Linked DNA regions of Capra hircus: region 2 is linked to region 1. A link is a contact called in public Hi-C data. All regions are on one chromosome and are shown on one strand. Each heading gives the region's core, a stretch centred on a gene start, on an enhancer-like site or on the middle of the called end of the contact. The rest is flanking DNA. Distances are from core to core; before and after follow the strand shown.

What was found. A called contact is a pair of places that touch in the nucleus more often than the background predicts.
Region 2: a contact with region 1 is called in a Hi-C map of blood, with 3 times the contacts expected there. The contact joins the promoter of PVRIG here to the enhancer-like site in region 1. A contact is called at or near these places in 2 of 5 Hi-C or Micro-C datasets (both in blood).

Annotation. Positions count from the first base shown.
Region 1 is chr25:36,989,870-36,996,587 of ARS1.2, forward strand. It overlaps ZCWPW1 (zinc finger CW-type PWWP domain protein 1), which reads left to right. Exons shown (of 17, transcript XM_005697829.3): 2 at 6,031-6,092. The coding sequence starts at 6,065. Among named protein-coding and RNA genes, the nearest start is that of ZCWPW1, 5.7 kb to the left of the region's middle. Within about 2 kb of position 3,517, at least 1 of the 5 cell types and tissues checked has an H3K27ac peak or open chromatin away from gene starts, as enhancers often do.
Region 2 is chr25:37,061,492-37,067,392 of ARS1.2, forward strand. PVRIG (transmembrane protein PVRIG) reads right to left here and starts at 2,119. Exons shown (of 5, transcript XM_018041055.1): 1 at 1,903-2,119; 2 at 1,464-1,817; 3 at 1,255-1,378; 4 at 1,094-1,154; 5 at 373-992. The coding sequence starts at 1,963. The coding sequence ends at 660.

The sequences.
Region 1 (6,718 bases), core at 2,267-4,766:
GTTACTTAGCTAAGTCAGCTCTCAAACATTTTGGTCTGGGAATCCCTTTATTTTTAAATTAAATTTACTTATTTATTTGTGTCTGTTCTGGATCTTCATTGCTGCACAGGCTTTTCTCTAGTAGTGGTGAGCAGGGGCTACTCTCTAGTTGTGTCTGGGCTTCTCACCGCGATGGCTTCTCTTGTGGAGCAGAGGCTCCATAGTTGTGGTGCAAATGCTTAGCTGGTTTTCAGCATTTGGGATCTTCCAGGATCAAGGATTGAACCTTAGTCTCCTGCATTGGTGGGCAGATTCTTTACCATTGAGCCACCAGGAAAGCACTGGAATCCTTTTTATTTAAGTTATGTTTTAAAAGGTTTTTTTGGTTGTTGTTGTTTGCCTGCATGGGGTCTTGGTTTCTGCACATGGGCTTTCTCTAGTTGGGGCAGCAGGAGCTGCTCTCCGGTTGCCGTGCATGTGCTTCTCTTTGCGGTGGCTTCTTGTGTTGTAGAACGTGGGCTCTAGGGCACGTGGGCTTCAGTAGTTGTGGCTCTTGGCCTCTAGAGCATGTGCTCAGTAGCTGTGGTGTATGGGCTTAGTTGTCCCACAGCATGCATGCAGGTCAGGGATCTTCCCTGACCAAGGGATCAATCCTGTGTCCACTGCATTGGCAGGCAGATTCTTACCCACTGGACCTCTAGGGAAATCCTCTGAGAATCCTTTCATACTCTTAAAATTTTTGAAGGACTCCAAAGATTGGTTTATATCTCTTTACCTGTGCATTGATACTTAAGTATTAGAAATTAAACTGAGAAAAATTAATCTATTTATTAATTTAAAAATGATGATAGTAAACCATTTACATAATGTTAGTGTAGATAACACTTAAATGAAAATATAATATCCTAAGTGAAAATTTAATATGAAGAATGGTGTTATTTTACATTTCTGCAAATCTCTCTCATGTCTGGCTTAATAGAAAACAGCTGGATTTTCATCTGTTTCTGAATTCAATGTGTTGTGATATCTTGTTTTGGTTGAAGAATATGAGAAAATCTAACACAGATAAGTAGTTGGAGATCTGCTGAGCTAGGTGATTTCATCTTCTAATCAGTGTGATGATTTTTGGTGTTCTAAATGAAAGAAAAGTATCTTTTGGAACACCTCATTCACCTTCCCTTGGGTCACTTTATTACTTCTAAGTTATTTCCCCCTCATTATTCGCCTTTCTTATGTCAGTTGAGGAGTTAGGATCTGGTTATGGAAGTTCTTTTACTTTGACATTTAAATTTGAAGCTTTATTGGATTTTTTTCCCAATATTTTTCATCTAAGGTAAGAAAAGAGAAACTAAAATCTCAAATGTTATTCCTGGGTTTAGAGCCCCCAGTCATTTCGTAGCTAACCAGGTAAAAGTTGGTGGTATTTTGTATATTTATTAACTATCTTTAAATTTGTCTTTCTCTCTCTGAAGTGAATTTCAGTATTCGTTACTGTGGAAGAAAATACTTCATCTGAAACAGAGGAGCAGAAATTTGTCAGACAGTGACTTCCAAACTTTCTCTTCTCTATTGATCAGGATAGAGATTTTCTTTAAAAGTAATGTTCTTCATCACACCCTCAACTCTGCATGCATGCTCAATCGTGTCTGACTCTTTGGGACCCTATGGACTGTAGCCTGGCAGGCTTCTCAGTCTATGGATTTATCTGGCCAAGAACACTAGAGTGGATTGCCATTTTCTTCAAGGGATCTTCCTGATCCAGGGATCGAACCCACATCTCCTTTTTCTCCTGCATTGCAGGCAGATTCTTTACTGTTTGAGCCATAGGGGAAGCTTATACATTTACTGCTGCTGCTGCTGCTAAGTCACTTCAGTGGTATCCGACTCTGTGCGACCCCATAGACAGCAGCCCACCAGGCTCCCCTGACCCTGGGATTCTCCAGGCAAGAACACCAGAGTGGGTTGCCATTTCCTTCTCCATTGAGTAAAAGTGAAGTCGCCCAGTCCTGTCCGACTCTTAGCGACCCCATGGACTGCAGCCTACCAGGCTCCTCCATCCATGGGATTTTCCAGCCAAGAGTACTGGAGTGGGGTGCCATTGCTATACATTTACTGCATCTTATTAACTTAACAGTGATCCACAATTTTATCTAGTTGGTTGGGGCTTCAGTAACACACTTTGGCCTAGAGAGGTCAGTATAGGTTTAGATAATGATTTAAACTTAACTCTTGGAAAACTTTTGCCTCTTTAGGTTGATCAAAATACTCTTTTTAAAATTTTATTTTAAAAATAGAATTTAAAAGTCGCTTTGAAATGGCAGTCTATGTATAAAATACTAGAGTTACACAAGAGGCTACAGTAGAGAGCTCGTTTCCACTCTCAGCTACCTGTTTCCACTCCACTGAGACATTTTTGTCAATTTCTTGTGTATTCTTCCAGAGATAGTTAAAGGATACTCAAACATATTGTATAGATGAAAATTGTTAAAAAATCAAATTTTGTCATCTCAAGTACACTAATTTCATTTTGCTTTCCTTGTTCAGTATAGTTTTGTAATTCTGATTATCTTCATAGGGACTTCTCATGGTCATTTTTGGAATTTTAGAGTCTGGGAGAAGATATGTTTGTCATTTATTATTATTATTATTATTATTCCCTTTGTGGCCTAATTTTATACAGTTTGTACCTTCTATTTAGGGTTATCATAAAGAAAGAGACCAGTTTGCTGTAGTGATTCTCCCCCAATTTCCTACTTGCTTTTTCTTTCATTGTCAAATAAGTTTGGGAGTTGGCGGTGAAACATTAAGATGGAAACCGTGATAAAATGTGCTCCTTAAATTGGGCTTTCCTGGTGGCTCAAATGGTAAAGAATCTGCCTGCAATGCGGGAGACCCGGGTTCGATCCCTGGGTTGGGAAGATCCCCTGAAGGAGGGCATGGCAACCCACCCCAGGATTCTTGCCTAGAGAATTTCATGGACAGAGGAGCCTGACGGGCTATGGTCCGTGGCGTCACAAATAGTGGGACACAACTGAGCGACTAATACACACTAGACGAGTATAAACGGAAAGGAATTACTGCAAACCAGCACATATCAATTATTTGCATTTATGGAATTAAGGATTTTTCTTAAAATACCAAAAATTTTTTAAAAGACATTATATTCAGCCATGCTGTGGCCACACCAAGTCAAGTCCCCAGTAACTTTTGAATTCATCTTGGAATCTGGAGGGTGGAATCCTACACCCTGAACAACTGAGTGTTTAAGTTGGCCATTTGAGGGTCATAAAATTTTCAGCCCCTTTAGAGAGAAAAATATATGAACCCAAAGATCCATTTTATGCAACTTTTGGATCTCTCTCTTTTTTATTACTGCTTACTCATTTTCTTTGTTTCTTTGTCTTTGTTGTCTCTAGTGTAATGAGCGGGGGCTACTCTCTAGTTGTGGTGCACAGGCTTCTCATTGTAGTGGCTTTTCTTGTTGCAGAGCACAGGCTCAAGGTGCAGGGGCTGCAGTAGTTGCAGCGCGTGGGCTCAGCAGCCGTAGCGCCCATGCTCTGGAGCGCAGGCGCAATAGTCCTGGCACCTGGGCTTAATCGCTCCATGGCATGTGGGATCTTCCCAGGTAAGGGATTAAACTGATTTCTCCTGCATTGGCAGGCAGATTCTTTACCACTGTGCCACCTGGGAAACCTCTTGGATCTCTTTATAGTGGGAGATAGCAGAGTTAAAGGATTGAGTTCCAGGTCCAAGGCCTTCAAAGTACTCAAAATCAACAGCCAGAAATCAGATCACTGAGAAGAATAGACATGTTATTAGAATTTAGAAGCCAAAGACCTGGATTCATCTTACTCTACCATGTATCAACACTGAGGTTTTGGCAGACCACAGCTGGGTAGAAATAATATCAGTAGTGGAAAGTGAAGACTGGAAAATGTATAAATTCTTGGAACATCATAAGATGAGTCTTGGCACCGTGCTGGGTCACAAATGACATACAGCTAGAGATATTAATCTTTTCAGCCTTTGGTGTGGCTGGAGGCCTCCCTCTCTCATTCCTCGGTTGTCTGTAGCTGTGAGCAGAGTACCTAGAACACTGTTTCAGTGTTTACTTTTAGTGTATGCTTTAGCTGTGTGCTGTGATGTTAAAATGGGTGTGAAGCACTGAACTGCTGAACTAGACTCCTGGGATGTACTGTAGCGCAGTTCATGATGCAAACATAGATCAGACAGATTCTAATCCTGATTTTACCATTTATCAGCTACTTAATATCTCTGACTCCTTCTCAGTGCCAATTTCCCCAAGTGTAAAATGGCATCAATCTCAGATTTATTGGGAGAATTAAATGAGATGACATATTCAAAGATTATAGTCGGTGCCCAATAAGTGTATTTATTATTAGTCACAATTTTGGTAGCAGTAATGAAACATACTGATGTTGTGTAGAACATATCTGAGTAGATAGCTACAGATAAACTATGGATATAGAATGAATATGCTAGATTCTTATTACTAGCTTCTCTGGAGACCTCTGTGTTCAGTCACTAAGTTGTGTTTGACTTTTTGTGACCCCCATGGACTGCAGCATGCGAGGCCTCCCTGTCTTTCACTATCTCCCGGAGTTTGGTCAAATTCATGTCCATTGAGTCAGTGATGCTATCCAAATATCTCATCCTCTGCCACCTCTTCTCCTTTTGCCTTCAACTTTCCCAGCATCAGTCTTTTCCAGTGAGTTGGCTCTTCACATCAAGTGGCCAAAGTATTGGTGGTTCAGCATCAGTCCTTCCAATGAATATTCAGGGTGGGTTTCCTTTAGGATTGACTGGTTAGATCTCTTGCTGTCCAAGGGACTCTCAAGAGTCTTCTCCAACACCACAGTTCAAAAACACCTGCTGGTTACTAAATATTTCTGAGCCAGAAAATTAATAATTTTCTGAATAAAAATTATTAATATAAGAATCTAGCACATTGGGAAATTTATTGGACTAGAAGATCTAAGTAAAAGGAAGATAATACATTATAGTGATGTTAAAAAGGGGGTTCTCTATGCGTAGGGATGTCTGAAATAGGTAAGTGAGTCTATAGTGTATTTGTTTTGAGTATTTAGAAGAACCTTGTGAAAGGTTATTGCTCTGAAAAAAAATCTCACTGTTTAACTCCAGGACTGTCTACACTCTAATGCCACTACTCTACTACTACTTTCACTTTTGGCTGTTAAAAACACATCTTGTTTTAATAAGAGGCACCTAATGGGGTTGCTTATGCTAAGCCCCCTATCACTAAACCAAGACAATTTAATTACAGTTTTGACTCTCAGAAATGGAATCTTAAACCAGTCAGTCAGGAATTGCCTGATCAGCACTAGTTGGGTAATCTGCCTGATAGACCCTTAAAGGAAAGTAACCTTGTATAACCAATTTGCTTTTTTCTTTTACTTTCTTTCTTTTTTTTGCCTAGTATTACATCTGTGTTCCTTATCTCTTCTGCCTGTAAAGGTGTTTAATTTTGTATAGCTCCTTGGAGCTCCTATCCATCTGGTAGATTCGATGCTGCCCAATTCATGAGTTGTTGAATAAAGCCAATAAGATCCTCAAAATTTACTCAGTTGAATTTTGTGTGTGTGTGTGTGTTTTTTTTTTTTTTAACAAATCACTACCACTGTCTTTTCCACCTACCTATAAGTGCCTACCTCATGTTGGACATAGTTCTGAACACTTAAAACACTAAGGATTGTTGCTAATCTTTAAAACAACTTTCATTATCCTCCAGCATTTAATTGGCACTGCCCAGGAGTATGATTGTAGTCAATAAGGCAGAAAATGTAGGTTAGGCATCCTAGGCAAAGAGACCCTGAACCCAAGAAGGCAAGAAGAGGAGAAAGTTTAAAACCATGTTTGATCAGTACTGTGTGTGTGTGTGTGTGTGTGTGTGTGTGTGTGTGTATTTAACTGAATCACTTTGCTGTGTAGCAGAAATTAACATTATAAATCAACTATGCTTCAATAAATAAATTTTGTTCATCAGAGCATAACAGTTCGTTTCTTTTTCAGCAGAGGCATAAAGAAAGTGTAGCTTCTGAGCTGAATGATGCCAACCTTGGAGAGTAAAGAAAGTGAGTCAAGAGTCATTTTCCTGTTCTTTCTCAGTCAGGTCGTCTGGACGCCTTTCCCACCAAAGGGAAGCTCAGTTCATTCGTATTTCATATTCACTTTGTTAAAGTTACTGCTTTTCTAGTCACTTTGAGTGAAATATATTTGACTTAGAACAGTCTTACTCAAGAAATGTATGAACTTGTAGGAAGAGAAGAGCCATTTAAATATTTATAAATAACTTTGAATGTGGTGATAGATTCAAAATATTATGGAATCTCCGAAGAAAGATACATTTCTTATGTCCCGGATTTCTTATGCCCGGGAGGATCAGTACAATTTTCATTGCATCCTTTGTAGATTTTAACTAATTTTTAAAAAATTTCCTCTAATTTCCCATAACACTTTGTGCAAAGTTTTTAAAAGCAAATTTTAAAAATTTCGTATTTGAATATTTCCATTTTCCGCATACTTTTATCACTTTTGAATTACTCAGTGGTTCCTAAACCTGGAAGTGCATCTGAGTAGCCTTATAAAATTACAGATTCTTGGGTCTCACTTCAGACTACTTCATTACAATCTTAGGGCAGGGGTAAGAAGGTGGGGGCCTGGGGAAGTTTGGTAAGGAGAGGCCTGGGAATCTGAATTT
Region 2 (5,901 bases), core at 869-3,368, 70 kb after region 1:
GAATGTCAGCTCTGGAGGGAGGGCATCAGGGCCCCACCTCCAGGCCATCTCGGGGAGCCCCTGACCCGGGCACTTTTCTGAGGTTGAAGCCCCAGAAGCCTTTGCTGCGGTCCCAGAACATAGTGGGATTTGAGGTTGGGCCACCAGACCCCCAACCTGTCTTTCCACCTGGCATTCCTCAGCCAGACCTGCAGGGCCAGGACACCCCCACCTGCTACCCCCGCCAGGGGTGGGGCAGAGGAGAGGTCCCCATGCTGACACCCCCTCCCCTCCGGTCCTAACCTGGCCCCTCACAGGGGTTGAAACGCCGCTAAGCTCTTACAAACCTGCCCCCCCCCACCGCCTGCACCCCCAAAGAAGAAAAGGCCCAGGTCAGAGAAACCATTTTTGTTGACAGTTATCGCCCTCACCTGGGGAGCTGAGGACTTGAAAACAGGAAACCACCTGGGATGGGGTTTTGTCACCTCACACATACACCCGCGTGCCCACGCTTGCACACGTGCTGCCCACATCCGCGGGGTCTGTGTGGAGACGCTCGCTGGAAGCCTAAGGATAAAACAAGCTGTGCAAAGACGGTGGCCCCCGGAACGCAGACATCCAGCAGAGGAGGGCGTCCCAGAGGCCCGGAGAGGAGAAAGGCAGATGACCCGGGGTCCCTCTCATCGCACTCCTGAAGGCCCCAAAGCGGCTCTGCGCCCCAGACGGTCCGGGAGCGGGATGCGGTCGGCGCGGGCGTGGAGGGGCCGCTTTTCCGTCTGAGCGTAGAGTAGGTTCTCGACCGAGACGAAGCTGCTGCGCGCGGAGGCCGGCGGGGGCGCCCAGGCGCCGGGGCTCTGGGGTCGGCGCGTGGCGTAGGGGGGGAGCGGCACCCACCCGGGCAGTGGCTGGGGTGGGGGGACCGGGTGCAGGGTTGCGGGGCTGAAGTAGTTGGTGGTCGTGGCGGCGGCGGCGGAGGGGACGTGGAAGGAGGTCAGGGAGGCTTGGCCGGCTGCCTGCGGGGGTGATGGGGACGGAGGCCCGAGTGAGGCTCCGTCTCCTGGCCCCCCAGCTGCAGTTCCCTCCGTTCCCCTCCGAAACCAGCCCCCATCCTCACACTGGCTCTCCGGTCTGTCTGGGGGCTGCCGTGTCTCGGCGGCTGAAGCTTCATGACCGACCTGGGGAGAGTGAGGGGGGGTCAGAGGCAAAGCGTGTGGCCGGCCTGGGATGGGGGGAGATGGGGGCGGTGGACTGGGCTCAGCGGGGGCTGCCTCTCACCAGTGCCTCTGCCGACGCAGGAGGTAGAGAAGGTAGATGCAGCCAGAGAGGAGGACCCCCGAGACCCCCAGGATCCCAGCCAGGTCAGCCCGCAGCACGGGGGCTGGACTGGGAGCAGGGAGCTCTGTGCCCAGAGAGACATACCAGTCAGGTGGCTGGCGCCCCAAGTCCCTCCCTGTCCCGCCGGCCCCCCTCCTCATCCGCCCCACCTTGGTCTGTGCTGAGGGACAGATTCCCACAGGCCTCCTGGGAGCCCTCAGGGAAGGAAGTGAACTTGCAGCAGAAGGTGGTGTTGGGACTGGAGCCCCTCCCTGCGGTGGGAGCCCTTTCCAAGGTGAGGGAGACGCTGGTACTGGTTTCCCAGCGGGCCTGGCAGGCAGCTATCCATTTCTTGGTGCCGAATGTGGGGTGCAGCACAGCCAGCGTTGTCCCCCCAGCACCGTCGGGGCCCCCGTAGCTCACAGTCACCAGGGAGATGGAGCCCGAGCCCAGGAATCCACAGCGGACGGTGAAGGAGGCCTCGGTGGCCTCCCTCTGAACCTGCAGCCACACCTCCGGAGTCCCTGCGGGAGAAGGTGCAGGGAGGAGGTCTGGGCCTGGGTCTCCACCCGCACCCAGGGCCTCTGCTCCTCTGCGGCCCCCACTCACCAGCAGTGAGGCAGAGAGTCAGCAGTGCCCAGAGCAGGCCCAGGGCCCGGGGCCTGTCCATGGCTCCCCTCTGGCCCGGGCTCCAGGGGGCTGTGGTCGTGGGGACAGCACTTGTATTTCCGGTGTCATCGCAGGAAGTTTTACGTATGAGGATGAGCCGGCCCTGGGAGCAGCTGCTGGGTACTCTCTGCAAACCTGCCCCACTTCCTTCTCTGAATCTGGGGTCGAGGAATGCCCCCCCCCCAAGAAATTTAAAGTGACAGTGACAAGGTTTTCCCTGTTCCCACGCTGAGCTGTGTGAGCGGGACGGGGGCTCAGGTTCCCAGCCCTGCCCTGCCCGTGCGTACCAGCCCTGGGGGGAGATATGCTTCAGGGGGACCTGAGAAGATGTCCTTCCCTGGAGAGGGATGGACCCCCTGGTTTGTCTTTAGGAAGAAGGCTGAGACACACACCACCACCCCCAACCTCCCTGAATGGAATGTGGCAGAACTTGGGGAGAGGAAGCGGAGCCCACTAGGCACAGCTGGGCTGTGACCTGCCTGCAGAGCCCTGCTCCATCTGTGCCTTCCTCCCCACAGCTGAGGGCAACTGGCTTCCAGCTGCTAAGGCCAAAGGCGCAGTCGTCTGCAACTCTTCACTCATCTCCAGCCCATCAGGAAATTCTGAAGGCTTCCCATCCTGACCACCTGGCCTCTCCTTAACCACCCTCACCCCCTCCCCGCCTCGGGCTCAAGCCGGCTCTCCCCCTCGGAATCGCTCTGCGTTGCTCTCCTGTCCATCTTCCTTTACGGAACACACACTGACAAGAGGGCTGCTGTCCCAGTGACAGGTGCTCAGAATGCTTTGTGTCCTGTCTTGTCTTCCGCTGAACTTGCACCTGGGCTGAGAGTGGCTTGTTGAGCTTAAGGGATAGAGCCACGGGTCTGTGTGGAGGACTCCTGTCCAGGGTGTGGTGACAACTCAGAGGGCAGTGGTGCCGAGGCCTGCCCTGCCCACATGCCCCTGATTCAGCATCTCTTCAGATTCCGTGGTGCCAGCCATCAGCCCCCCAGTCTCAAGTGAACCATCCACACTGGAGAGCCAGAATAAGCAGGGCCTCCGGGCCCGTCACTTCATGGTACCCAGCCCAGCTGGCGTGCATTCTCTTACCCTTCGACCCTCTCTCAGGCTGGGTGCCGGTCTCCAGACCTGACTCAGACCTGCTCTCTGACCCGCTTTCTCCCCTCCTGCTCCCCTGAGGTGAGGGAGACCTGTGCAGAGCTCGCCCACTTCACGGAGGCCCAGCCCAGCGCGAGTGCCGAGCACCAGGGTGCACGGGGCGGACTTCAGCCTCTCTAGCCGGGAGGATCCTTTTCTTCTCCCCACTTTGCGAGGCCCAGGTCAGGCCCCCCCAACTCTAGGAAGCCCCCCCACTCTAGGAAGCTGTCTCGAGAGTGCTTTTCCTTCACGGATAGCCACCCGCCCAGATGGCGGGCCCTGGGTGGTGGCTGTTTTATTAGCCTCCACACGGTCCAAGTACATAGGGGAGCTCAATACTGGGTGATGGATGAATGAAAAGCCCCGGCACAAAGTTAGCCATTCACCAGCTTTTTGCTGTTTTTTCAGTCTTGTAAGTCACGTCGTCCCCAGTAGGTTCTCATCGTGTGGGATTCGGACTCCACATGTGGTGGTTGTTGTGTTTGAAGAGTAGAGAACATTACTGTTCTTCGCCAGCCGCCCACTCCCTTTTCCCTCTGCATGTTAATTTTCAGTAAGGTTAAGAATGTCCATCTTTTATTGTTTCTAGATTTTGTGTATTGCTTAGGAGGGCCAAATTATAATGTCATAGTTTTGTTTCTATGCTTAACTCTTATGAGAGTTTATGTTTGATCCGTGAAGAATTTTAATTTGGAGCTGGTGTTATTTTACAATTTAGGATGCCAGCCAATGTCCCCAAGCCCCTGTTGAATAGTCACTTGCCATCTTTTTTAAAATTATTATTGGTGGTTGATTTATAACATTAGTTTCAGGCATACAGCATAGTGATTTAAATTTTTTATAGATTATGCTCCATTTAAAGTTACAAAACGTTGGCTATATTCCCTGTGCTATACAAACCTTGTAGCCTTATGTTTTTAAATTGAGGTATAGTTTATGTCCAATATTATATGTTTCAGGTGTACTACAATGATTCACAATTTTAAAGGTTATATTCCATTTATAATTATAAAATATTGGCTATATTCCCTGTATTACATGCTAATATCATTCTAGCTTATTTAATTCATAGTAGTTTGTACCCCTTAATCGCCCACCCCTGTCTTACCCCTCTGCCATCCCTCTCCCCACTGGTAACCACTAGTTTTTTCCTCCATGCGTGCTTTTTTGTTATAGTCACTGGTCTGTTGCGTTTTTTAAATCCCATTTATAAGCGGTACTGCCCAGTACTTGACTCTCTCTGGCTCATTTCGCTGAGCGTTCGTGCCCTCCAGGCCCATCTGTTGTGATGCTGCCACCTCCCCCCTTATGCCGGTCGCTATTAGTTTATGCGTCTAGGCGCTCCTGTGCCGGGTGCATGTGTATCTTCAGTTATTGCTCTTGGAGTGACCCCTCGATCATGACGTAATGCCCTCCTTTGCCTCCTATTCGGTCTTCGTTGTGAAGCTGGCTTTGTCTGCCATTAAGTATTGGTGCCTCAACTTTCTTTTGATCCATTTGCGTGGATACCTTTTTCCATCCCCTCTCTTGGTCTCTCTCTCCTTAGATTAGAAGTGAGTCTTGCAGGCAGCACATATACGGGTCTTGTATCCATTTAGCCACTCTATGTCTTTTGATTCAAACATTTAGTCTGTTGACATTAAAGTAATTACTGATAGGTATGCACTTATTGCTGTTTTATTAACACATTACTGACTGGGGAATTTCTGCAGAAACTAACACCTGTGGTGTTAATGTTGACTGGGGGATTTTTGCAGAAACTAACACCTGTGGCATTAATGTGTCTCCAGTCCAAGTGGTGTTTTCTGCTTGTTTTCGTAGTTCTTTTGTTCTTTTTTTGCCTTATTCCCTTGTGAACTGATGACTATCTTTAGTATTTGAATTTCTGTGTGTGTGTGTTATAGATTTTTGGTTTGTTGTTACCATGAGGTTTACGCATAGCAGTCTATATATATATATATATGTGATTAAGTTGCTGATCTCTTGATTTCAGACACATTTTAATATCTTTTTGTTGTGCATCTCTTAACTACTTATTGTGAGTATAGATGATTTTTACTACTTTTGTCTTTTAATCTTACTAATAGCTTTGTGTGTGGTTAACTTACTACTTTTCCGGTATACTTGCCTTTACTAATGAGGTTTTTCCTTTTGTAATGTTCATGTTTCCAGTAGTTAGCTTTTTCTCGCTTGGGCAAGCCCCTTTCAGGTTTCTCGGTTTGGTAGTGCTGAACTCGTCCAGCTTTTGCTTGTCTATAAAACTTTTGATCTCTCCATCAAATCTGAACAAAAGCCTCGCCGGGTAAAGTATTCTTAGTTGAAGGTTTTTCTCTTTGACCGCCATATCACGCATCTCCCTTCTGGCCTGCAAAATTCCTGAAAACTCAGCTGATAGCCTTACGAGAGTTCCCTTGTATGAATCTGGTTGCTTTCCCTTACTGCTTTTAATGTTCTCGTTCTGCCAGTTTAATTACAGTGTGTCCTGGTGTCGTCCTCTTTGGGTTGACCCTGTTTGGGACTCTGTGTTTCTTGGACCTGAATGTCTGTTGCTGTCCCCAGATTATGGATGTTTTCAGCTCTTATGTCTTCGAATATGTTTCCTGCCCCTTCCCCCCGCCCCCTGCCTTCTGGGACATCTGTATGTACATGTTAGTGTGCTCCATGTTGTCCTGGAGGTCTCTTAAAACCGTCCTCATGTTTTATTTTCTTCTGTTCAGCTCTAGCAATTTCCACTGCTGTCTTCCAGCTCTCTGGTCCATTCCTCTGTATCATTTAATCTGTTTTTTTCTAGTGTATTTTTCT